Regions from separate parts of the Mus musculus genome. Here region 1 is linked to region 2. The links are chromatin contacts, called in public HiChIP or PLAC-seq maps. All regions are on one chromosome and are shown on one strand. Each heading gives the region's core, a stretch centred on a gene start, on an enhancer-like site or on the middle of the called end of the contact. The rest is flanking DNA. Distances are from core to core; before and after follow the strand shown.

The links. HiChIP or PLAC-seq counts read pairs in DNA pulled down with a chosen protein or histone mark.
Region 1: a contact with region 2 is called in an H3K27ac HiChIP or PLAC-seq map of extraembryonic endoderm stem cells. The contact joins two enhancer-like sites. A contact is called at or near these places in 1 of 39 promoter capture datasets (neural stem cells), 1 of 15 datasets of contacts at CTCF or cohesin (pro-B cells), 10 of 484 Hi-C or Micro-C datasets (the C10 cell line, the HPC-7 cell line, Th1 cells and 7 more), 4 of 115 datasets of contacts at active chromatin or transcription factors (embryonic basal ganglia, embryonic stem cells, extraembryonic endoderm stem cells and 1 more) and 1 of 9 other capture datasets (liver).

The regions. Positions count from the first base shown.
Region 1 is chr12:100,478,587-100,482,596 of GRCm38.p6, reverse strand. All of the region lies in intron 3 of Ttc7b (tetratricopeptide repeat domain 7B), which reads left to right. It overlaps Gm36375 (elastin-like), which reads left to right. Exons shown (of 2, transcript XM_006516439.4): 2 at 1-4,010. Among named protein-coding and RNA genes, the nearest start is that of Gm36375, 15 kb to the left of the region's middle. Within about 2 kb of position 1,811, at least 78 of the 459 cell types and tissues checked have an H3K27ac peak or open chromatin away from gene starts, as enhancers often do. A contact at or near this core is called in cerebral cortex, cortical neurons, extraembryonic endoderm stem cells and 1 more, where this site is marked.
Region 2 is chr12:100,219,340-100,223,375 of GRCm38.p6, reverse strand. No RefSeq gene overlaps it. Among named protein-coding and RNA genes, the nearest start is that of Gm40557, 21 kb to the left of the region's middle. Within about 2 kb of position 1,750, at least 59 of the 459 cell types and tissues checked have an H3K27ac peak or open chromatin away from gene starts, as enhancers often do. A contact at or near this core is called in cerebral cortex, cortical neurons, extraembryonic endoderm stem cells and 1 more, where this site is marked.

The sequences.
Region 1 (4,010 bases), core at 562-3,061, 260 kb before region 2:
TCTCATTGGTCCCACCTGATACCAGTGGTACAGCCAAGGCCTAGATTCCAAGTAGAGGGCTGCACCAAGGCCAGGGCAGACACGTCAGAACCGGGAGGTGTTTGAAAGGGAAGTGGCAGGCAGTGGGGACAAGCTGTGTGTAAGGGGCTAGCGAGACAAGTGTGTGTGGGAAGCGTGAAGGTAGTTCCAGCCCATTAGACAGGAACGCCCAAAGCAGCTGAGCCTCAGCCTCGGGAGGAGGCTTCCCTGGACCTTAAGGAACCTATGGGACTGGAGCTGAAGTGAGGAGTTCTGATCACCCGGGAGTCTGCTCAGCCTAAAAGGATCTCTAGGGTCCTGGCTTATTGGTCAGAATTAAAGGCTTCTTGGTATATAAGGTGGGGTGACTGGAGCTCACTGTGGAGAGCCACAGTGCAGGAGGAGAGCAAGGACTGATTTGATGCTCCCAGTGGTGACAGGGTTATCTGGAGGTAGGGTACTCAGTGGAGCTCTGGTCTCAGGAGAGAGGGGTCTGAGTAACATGTGACTTCCCCTCTGTGTGCTTCCTATTGCGGCAGGTGATGTTCACGTACGATGAAGGCAGCAGCTAGACAGAGACCTGAGTGTCAGCTCAAGTCAAGCTGAAATTAAAAGTCCACAGTAGAGTACAAGTGTCCCTGTGCTCAGAGCTTGGGTTCCCAGTGAGTTTTCTGCTGAATGTAGGCACACTTTTTTTTCCTTCCAGAGTTGTGGCCGGCTCCCAGATGGCCAGGCTGGCCTCATATCCTGCTGTGTTCTACCCACCCACCCCTTCTCCAGGCCGCCTGCTGCCCACTCACCTGCCCCACCTCCTCCAGGCCCACTCCCTAACTGGCTCTGTCTTCTTCTAGCTCGTTGCTGTTCTCTTGTCCCTTAGCTCTGGTCTCAGGAGAGAGGGGTCTGAGTGACATGGGACTTTCACCCTCATTGACACTGTTTGTTGCATGCAGACCCCACCCTCCTCCCGCTGGTTCCACACAGTCTAGGTTGGCACTCTGCTTTGGTTTAATCGTTTCCCTTCTGCCACTTGCCTTTCCATAACTGTATCATTAATTAATTAATTCATGGGATTAGCAATTACACGGGCACATGGTCTAGGCTGGGCAGTGAAGCTGTGCCATGTCCACGCTGCTTGCCTTGCTTCTGTGTACAGAGGAGGGGTGGAGCTGCCTCACAGGCTACCCTACCCGCACGAGACCGTTTGTTAGCTTTGCCCTGGCATGCCGGGTACACAACTGGTCATGAACTCTACTCGGATAGACACTGGTTGTTAAGTCGGAAGTGAGGGAATTTCAGCGTGTCTGAAATCCTGTCTATTTAGATGAATATAGATGTGGTCCAGCATGCTTTGAAGCACATAATCTTGTCTGTGGCTCCTTTCCTGCTGACCCTCACCTCCAGGTCTGTGGACTGCCTCCCATCTGTCTGGCTAAAGAGCCTTTGTAATGCAGTTAGCTCTTGCACTGTGGCAGTCGGGTTCCTCCTAGAATCTCCTAGGGGCCCGGACTTGCACCAAGTCTGATTTGGGCTATCACCCGGCCTGGCTCTTGTGTTTTGACTAATTGGATCCCAGGTGCAAGCCTTGCTTGGTCACAACCCCTCCTAGTCTTCTGTGGCTGCCAAACCATGTCTAGTGCTCATTTTCTTCCCCCAGATATTCATGATGTGTTGGAAATGAAGAAGAAAACACACACACCCATATTTGGAAAGCTCAGAGCTCTCTTGGGGGCGGGAGCAGGGCACAGACTGTTCTGTGGACAGCGAGGTGTTGCAGTGTGGCGTAGGGTGTAGCTGTTCACAGCGGGCTGGGGAGAGCGCAGAGCAGGAGAAACAGGAAGCCCCACTTTGGCTGCATGTCCCTGCCCTGTGCCTTGCCCAGTGCCCATGAGAGGTGGCAGCTTCTGTGCAGAGAGGCCTCAGGGTATGTAGGGACTACTGAATGCTGGGTTCTGGGATGTAGTACTAAATTATTGGTGGTGATTGCATCTTGCAAGGTGTCCTAAACATGTCCTAACCACTTGGCCCTATTCCCCTTGATCCTTGCTACCCTAAAGACAAGCATGGCTACAGGCCCCATTTAAGAGAGCTGGTGGGAAGATTCATCACTCCACCTCTTCACGGTTGTGTCACCGTGAGACTGCACACCCTTAGTGACAGAGGTTGATCCTGGTTGTGTTGAGGTCCTTTGAACAGCAGCTCTTAGAACCAGTGTAGACTCTGCAGGAGGTTGTGGACAGACAGCCTTTACTAAACAGTGCAGGCAGCCCTCAGACTTTTTTGTTTAAGGATATCTGGGACACTTTGGAGTTCCGGACAGGTTTTAAAAATCCAGAACCCAGAATTATATAGCAAGATGATAAACCAAAAGCTGTGGCTTAGGGCCACATCTGTCAGGATCACAACTTTTTGCAGGGGTCAGAGGTCGTTCTGCAGTAGGTGGGCAACTGCCACCAGGGGTCGCAGGAGCCTCATCAAGACTCAGACAGGAACCACTGTAGCGCATGCGCAATTGCTCCTTTCCAGGTGCATCACATACCTTACTTAAATTTACATGCCTCAGTACAGGGGAACACCAGGGCCAAGAAGTGGGAGTGGGTGGGTAGGGGAGTGGGGGGGGGGCATGGGGGACTTTTGGGATAGCATTTGAAATGTAAATGAAGAAAATACCTAATTTAAAAAAAAAGAAAAAAAAAGAGTTTTAAACATGTCCAATAGCTTATAAGACAATAATAGTTTTTGACTCTGGACTTTAAAGACATGCCTAGTTCTTTAAATTGTGATCAATAACATATTTTCAGACCCAGCAGTAAAACCAATCAACCTGAAAAAAAAATTATCTGCTTGCCATTTGTGTCTTAATACCTTATAGTTCCTACCCTGCTCCAAGGCAGGCTGACTTAGCGTCCCTATAGGCCGAGCTGGCATTTGCAGTTTCGGAGACTGAGGTCACTGGGTTATTAAACGGGAGTTCAGAGATGCATGGAGAAAATTGAGCTGCCTGGGCTTCTCTGTTAAACTGGAACTATAGTGAGGAGGGTCCAGGAATGCCCTGCACTCTCTAGGAGGAAGCTCCATAGCCTGTAGTTGTTCAGCTGGGTCACACCCAGGCTTATCAGCCTGTCATGAATGCCTGGGACAGCTTTAGCAGAGACTGAGTTTACACAGGGACCTTTGAAAAGGGAAAGAAAACATGAGATCGTTAGCGGGGATCGTGCCCTGTATCCTCCTGGGTGAAGGTCCGTGGTAGTAAGGAAGCCCATGTGAAAGCGCCAGGGTTTCCTGACGGGTTCTTTGAAGCAACAGAATCTTGTCTTAAGCTTTAGCAATCGCGTGTTTACAAATGAACATGACCTTCTAGGTGAGCAGTAGAACAAGACAGTTCTCTGATCTTTGGGGGTTTGTGTCCCAAGAAGCTACTGAAGTAGAAAGCTCACGAATCAGTGCCTGAGACCGTGTGAGACACCGGACACAGCCTCAACTCCCCTGTGCTTATGTCCCCTGTGTCTAGAGAGCGTGCAGGAGACCAGAGAAGCCTCATTGCGTTTCTTTGAAAAGCTGCTTTCTGCATTTGAAGCTCTGAGATCCCTTTGGATGGTGAGGGGGCAAGTCGTTTTCTAGAGAAGTCCATGTGTGGTAGGGATGGACGTCAGAAGTAGGTCACTGCCGAGCTCCTGTGTGCCAATTTTGCTATGGTGGAAAGGAAGCTCAGGACTTGTGTGTGGGTTGGGTGGGGGTGGGGGATGCTGTCTGGCCTTGATGGTGTGGAGAGCTGCTAGCAAACTGTACCTCTCCTTTGAGCTTCCCACCCTTTCTACTCTAGAGGCTGTGATTGCGCTGTGGCAGGAGGCTTCATGCCGTATGGAGTGGGCCTCGCAGCTCAGGTTGCTGGCCAGGGCTGCCTGTTTATATTTAGATGCTGTAAGAAGAGCACAAGTCCTTTTGCTGCTGTTGACCCACATTCATATTTTATGTTGTTTGTGTTGGTAGACTTC
Region 2 (4,036 bases), core at 501-3,000:
AAATCTCTCAAGATTCAAGCTCATGTTTGTACAGTAATAAAGCCTTGGACCTTGCTGGATTGTTGTGGGGACTCTGAGAAAATGAGGATCATTTTATTTTCTTTATAAATGAGGCAGGATTAGATCCATTGGCATGACTTCCTGGCTGAAATATTCCATGGACTAAGAATAGTGCCAGGTCTGGTGGTTCTCGGGTAGCAGAGCTAGTTAGACCTCTGTAAGCTCAGTGCCAGCTGGATTAGTGAGTTCCAGCCATTCAGAGATACACATAGTGAGACTCTATCTTAAAAAAAATAAAAAATAAAAAAAAATGAAGTTACTGAATAAAGCCAGAGGCTGATCAGTGGAATACATGGACCACTGATGAGGTGAGGGGCAGCAAGACCTGGGCAGTTAGGGCAAATATATGAGATAAGATGTCTGGGAAAGAGGGAAGGGCTCGGAAGGTTTAAAAAAAACAAATAGTGCAGGTATAGGCTCACAGCACAAGTCAGTTTCCAAGAGTCTGGTTCCAGGATAACCACACACACACACACACACACACACACACACACACGCGCGCGCGCACGAGCGTGTTCAGGCAGATGCTTAAACCCCAGTACTCAACGCTCCTATGGAAAGTGGTTAGTCACACAACATGCATGTGCTTTGAGCCATCTCTAGATGCTTTAATGCAATATAAATACTTTCTAAGTGGCTGTTAGGATTGTTTAGGGAGTAACGACAAGAGAATCTGTGTTTGGTTCATGTGCAGTTTGATGCTCCCAGTCCCACCCCCTACCCCCACCCAGTTCCCAGTTGGGTAATGCTGTTCATGTAGAAACTTCAGACCACAGCAGCAGAGGCTATCCCTCGCGGAAGCCCAACGAACATCTTATGACTAGTCCCTTGCTCTGATTGGGTCTCCTACCTAAGCAATAAAATAGGTCCAGTCCTGTCATCTGCAGCAGCCTCAGAGAAGGAGACACTGGACAGGGTGGGCTGGAATGACAGCTGAGCTCCAGAGACAGGCTCCCAACCTTCCTCACCCCACCCCCACATCTTCTTTCCTTTTAATCTAGCAAAAAGCTTTCACCTCTTTTATTTATTTATTTTTTGATCTTCCGCGGCATAGAGGATTTAGGTATTTTGCATTCCAAATGTTTCTTCATGCTTTAGTTTAAACCCATAAAATGAATTCTAGGGCTCCGTGTTCTACAGAAAGCCCCAAATCCTGACTCCTCTCGGCAGCCCCGCCAAGGTCTCATCAGAATAATGCAGCACAATGGGATTTGTGTGTGAGTGTGGAGTGGGGGAGAGAGGGGAGGGTGGGGAGGGAGGAGAGAGGCAGGGGTGTGTGTGAGAGAGATTAAACTCCTAGTCTTTTAAATTTTGGATGGTTTCCATGGAAACTGGCAAGTCTTCTTTGCTCTCTTCAGTTTTCTGGAGACACCTCGGCAGCCGTCCTAGCTTCCTGAGTATGTTTGGATCAGAGTTCCAAGGTCCAGGCTTGGAGAGGGAACAAGCCTCATCTGAAACTGCTTTTTGGGACTCTGACCCCAAGGGGACATACGTTAGAGACTGAACAAGCCCCTCATTGGTCCCAGTCCTCTTTCTTCCCACATCTGCCTGTGGACGCTTTCAGTGGCGCTGCAGGATGGCAGGATGTGTGCTGGAAGCTGAAGAGAACTAGCTGAGTACTGCAGGAGGTGTCAGGGCAGGAGTGGAGAACAGGCTGCTCCCACCTACAGTCTACTGCTTTCTGCCATGCCTGTCTTGGATGCTCGAGGCCCCACTGCTTGGACCACCAGAGAGCCTTGTTGGACAGCTCCTCCTGGAAACTGCCTTTGGGGATCGCTCTGGATTTACCTACCAAGAATCTTTCACAGCGATAGAATCTACCATGCAGTGTTCACAGCGATAGAATCTACCATGCAGTGTGTGTGTGTGTGTGTGTGTGTGTGTGTGTGTGTGTGTGTGTGTGTGTGTGTGTGTGTATGCGTGCACGTGGCTTTCTTCACTCAGCATAATGTTTTCAAGGTTGTGCCTCTTATTAAGTAACATTGTTTCTTGCCAGGTGTGCTGGCGTCTTTAATCCCAGCACTTGGGAGGCAGAGGCAGGTGGACTTCTGAGTTCGAGGCCAGCCTGGTCTACAAAGTGAGTTCCAGGACAGCCAGGGATACACAGAGAAACCCTGTCTCGAAAACAAACAAACAAACAAAACAACCCCCACCCCCCAAAAAGTAACATTGTGTCTCTTCAGGACTAAATGATGATCCATTGAAAGATGGACTTGTTTCCTTCATCTTTGTATCATCAGTGGGCATGTGCATTGCTTCCACCTGGAGGGCTCCCTTACTCCGTGGTCAGTGACGCATGAGCTTTAGCAGGGATCCATGGGAACAATGCATACACCAAGGGAGAAAAAAACACCGTCTGGTACAGTAAGGTTCCTGTACCTATTTCTTTGGGGTTTTTTTGGGGGGGGGGTCAATCCAGAGTCCAGACACTGGGGTCCTCACTCTGACACAAGCCTTGTGTATCTGCTGGGAGCCCCTCAACATAGCCATCTTGTGGGGAACCTCACCGTTCAAGCTGGTATGCTTCTTTTGCCTGTAATGCACAGCACTGAAAAACCCTTGCTGGATGAAGGAAGCCACACAGCAGAAGCCCAGACTGTGATCTTTTATGGCAATAAAATGTTCTTAATAGGTAAATCCGCAGCAAAGGGCAAATCACGGTGTCCACAAGAGGAGGCGTTAGGGACCAACTTCTGATGAGCACAAGGTTTTCTTCTGACTGATGACAATGTTTGGAACTTGACAGAGATAGTGACTGCTCAGCATGTGATACTAAATGCCACTGAGTCATACATGCCCTGGAACTCCTCTAACTCACAGAGATCCTCTTGCCTCTGCCTCCCAAGTGTTGGGATTAAAGTCTGTGTGCTGCTGCCACTAACACCCTGCAAGTCACACATTCTTTAAAGATTCGTTTATTTTTATTTCCTGGGAATTAGTGTCTGTCTGTGTGTCTGTGTGCCTGTCTGTGTGTATTTGCATGGTGCCTGTTGCCCATAGAGGCCAGAAGAGGTGAAAGAGCATCAGACATCTTGGAACTGGAGTTACAAATGAGTGTGTGCTGCTGTGTAGGTCCTCTGCAAGAGCAGTAAGTGCTCCTAACTGCTGAGTCATCCCTCCAGCCCCTTAGTTACACATTCTACTGTGTCTGAGCCCTGTATAAATACAGCCAAAACAATGGGAGAATGTCTTTGGTTCTGGTAGCTTCATCTATCACTTCAAAACAGGATGAACCTGTATGTTTAGTAGCTTAGAACAATCACGACTCGTTTATCTCATGACTTTGCGGGTAAGGAATTCTTGCCTGGTCTAGCTAGACGTCTGAGTTAGTCTAGAATGCAGCTACTTACACTGTAACAGAATGTGGGAGTCACACACACACAAAAAAATCTCAACAGCAACAACAGCAACAAAAGGTTTGTAAACACACAACCACCTAAAATTAATTCAAAGTCAAAAGTTTGATGAGGGATATTGAGATGGCTCATTGCGTAAAAATAAATAGATATTTCATATTTTCGTACAACAAATCTGGGGTGCTCCTGGCAGGGCTCTCTCTGGGTGTGTTGCAGGATTCCATTGCAGCCTTAGCTCTGAACATACCACATGTGCAGTTTACATTGTATGTGCCATCACGCCATGCAACACTAAACCAACACCTCCCAAACTGCCTCAGTTTAGGTTCCTGATTCTTGCATATTATGGATTGCAGTGGGTTTTTTGTTTTTTGTTTTTGTTTGTTTGTTTGTTTTTACTGCACACACAAAATTTTCTGCTCTTATAGAAACATAATGACTTAATTATGAAAAACAAGGACAGACACTATTTTCCTACAACCATTCCTCAGCACACAGCACACTTGGATAGCTTTTGATTGGATTGTGTGAAGAGGTTCCATTTTAAAATTTTTTAAAATTGCTGCTTGAGGCATTACAAAGACTGTTAACTGACTCTTGGCTTGGGATTGGGACAAGGT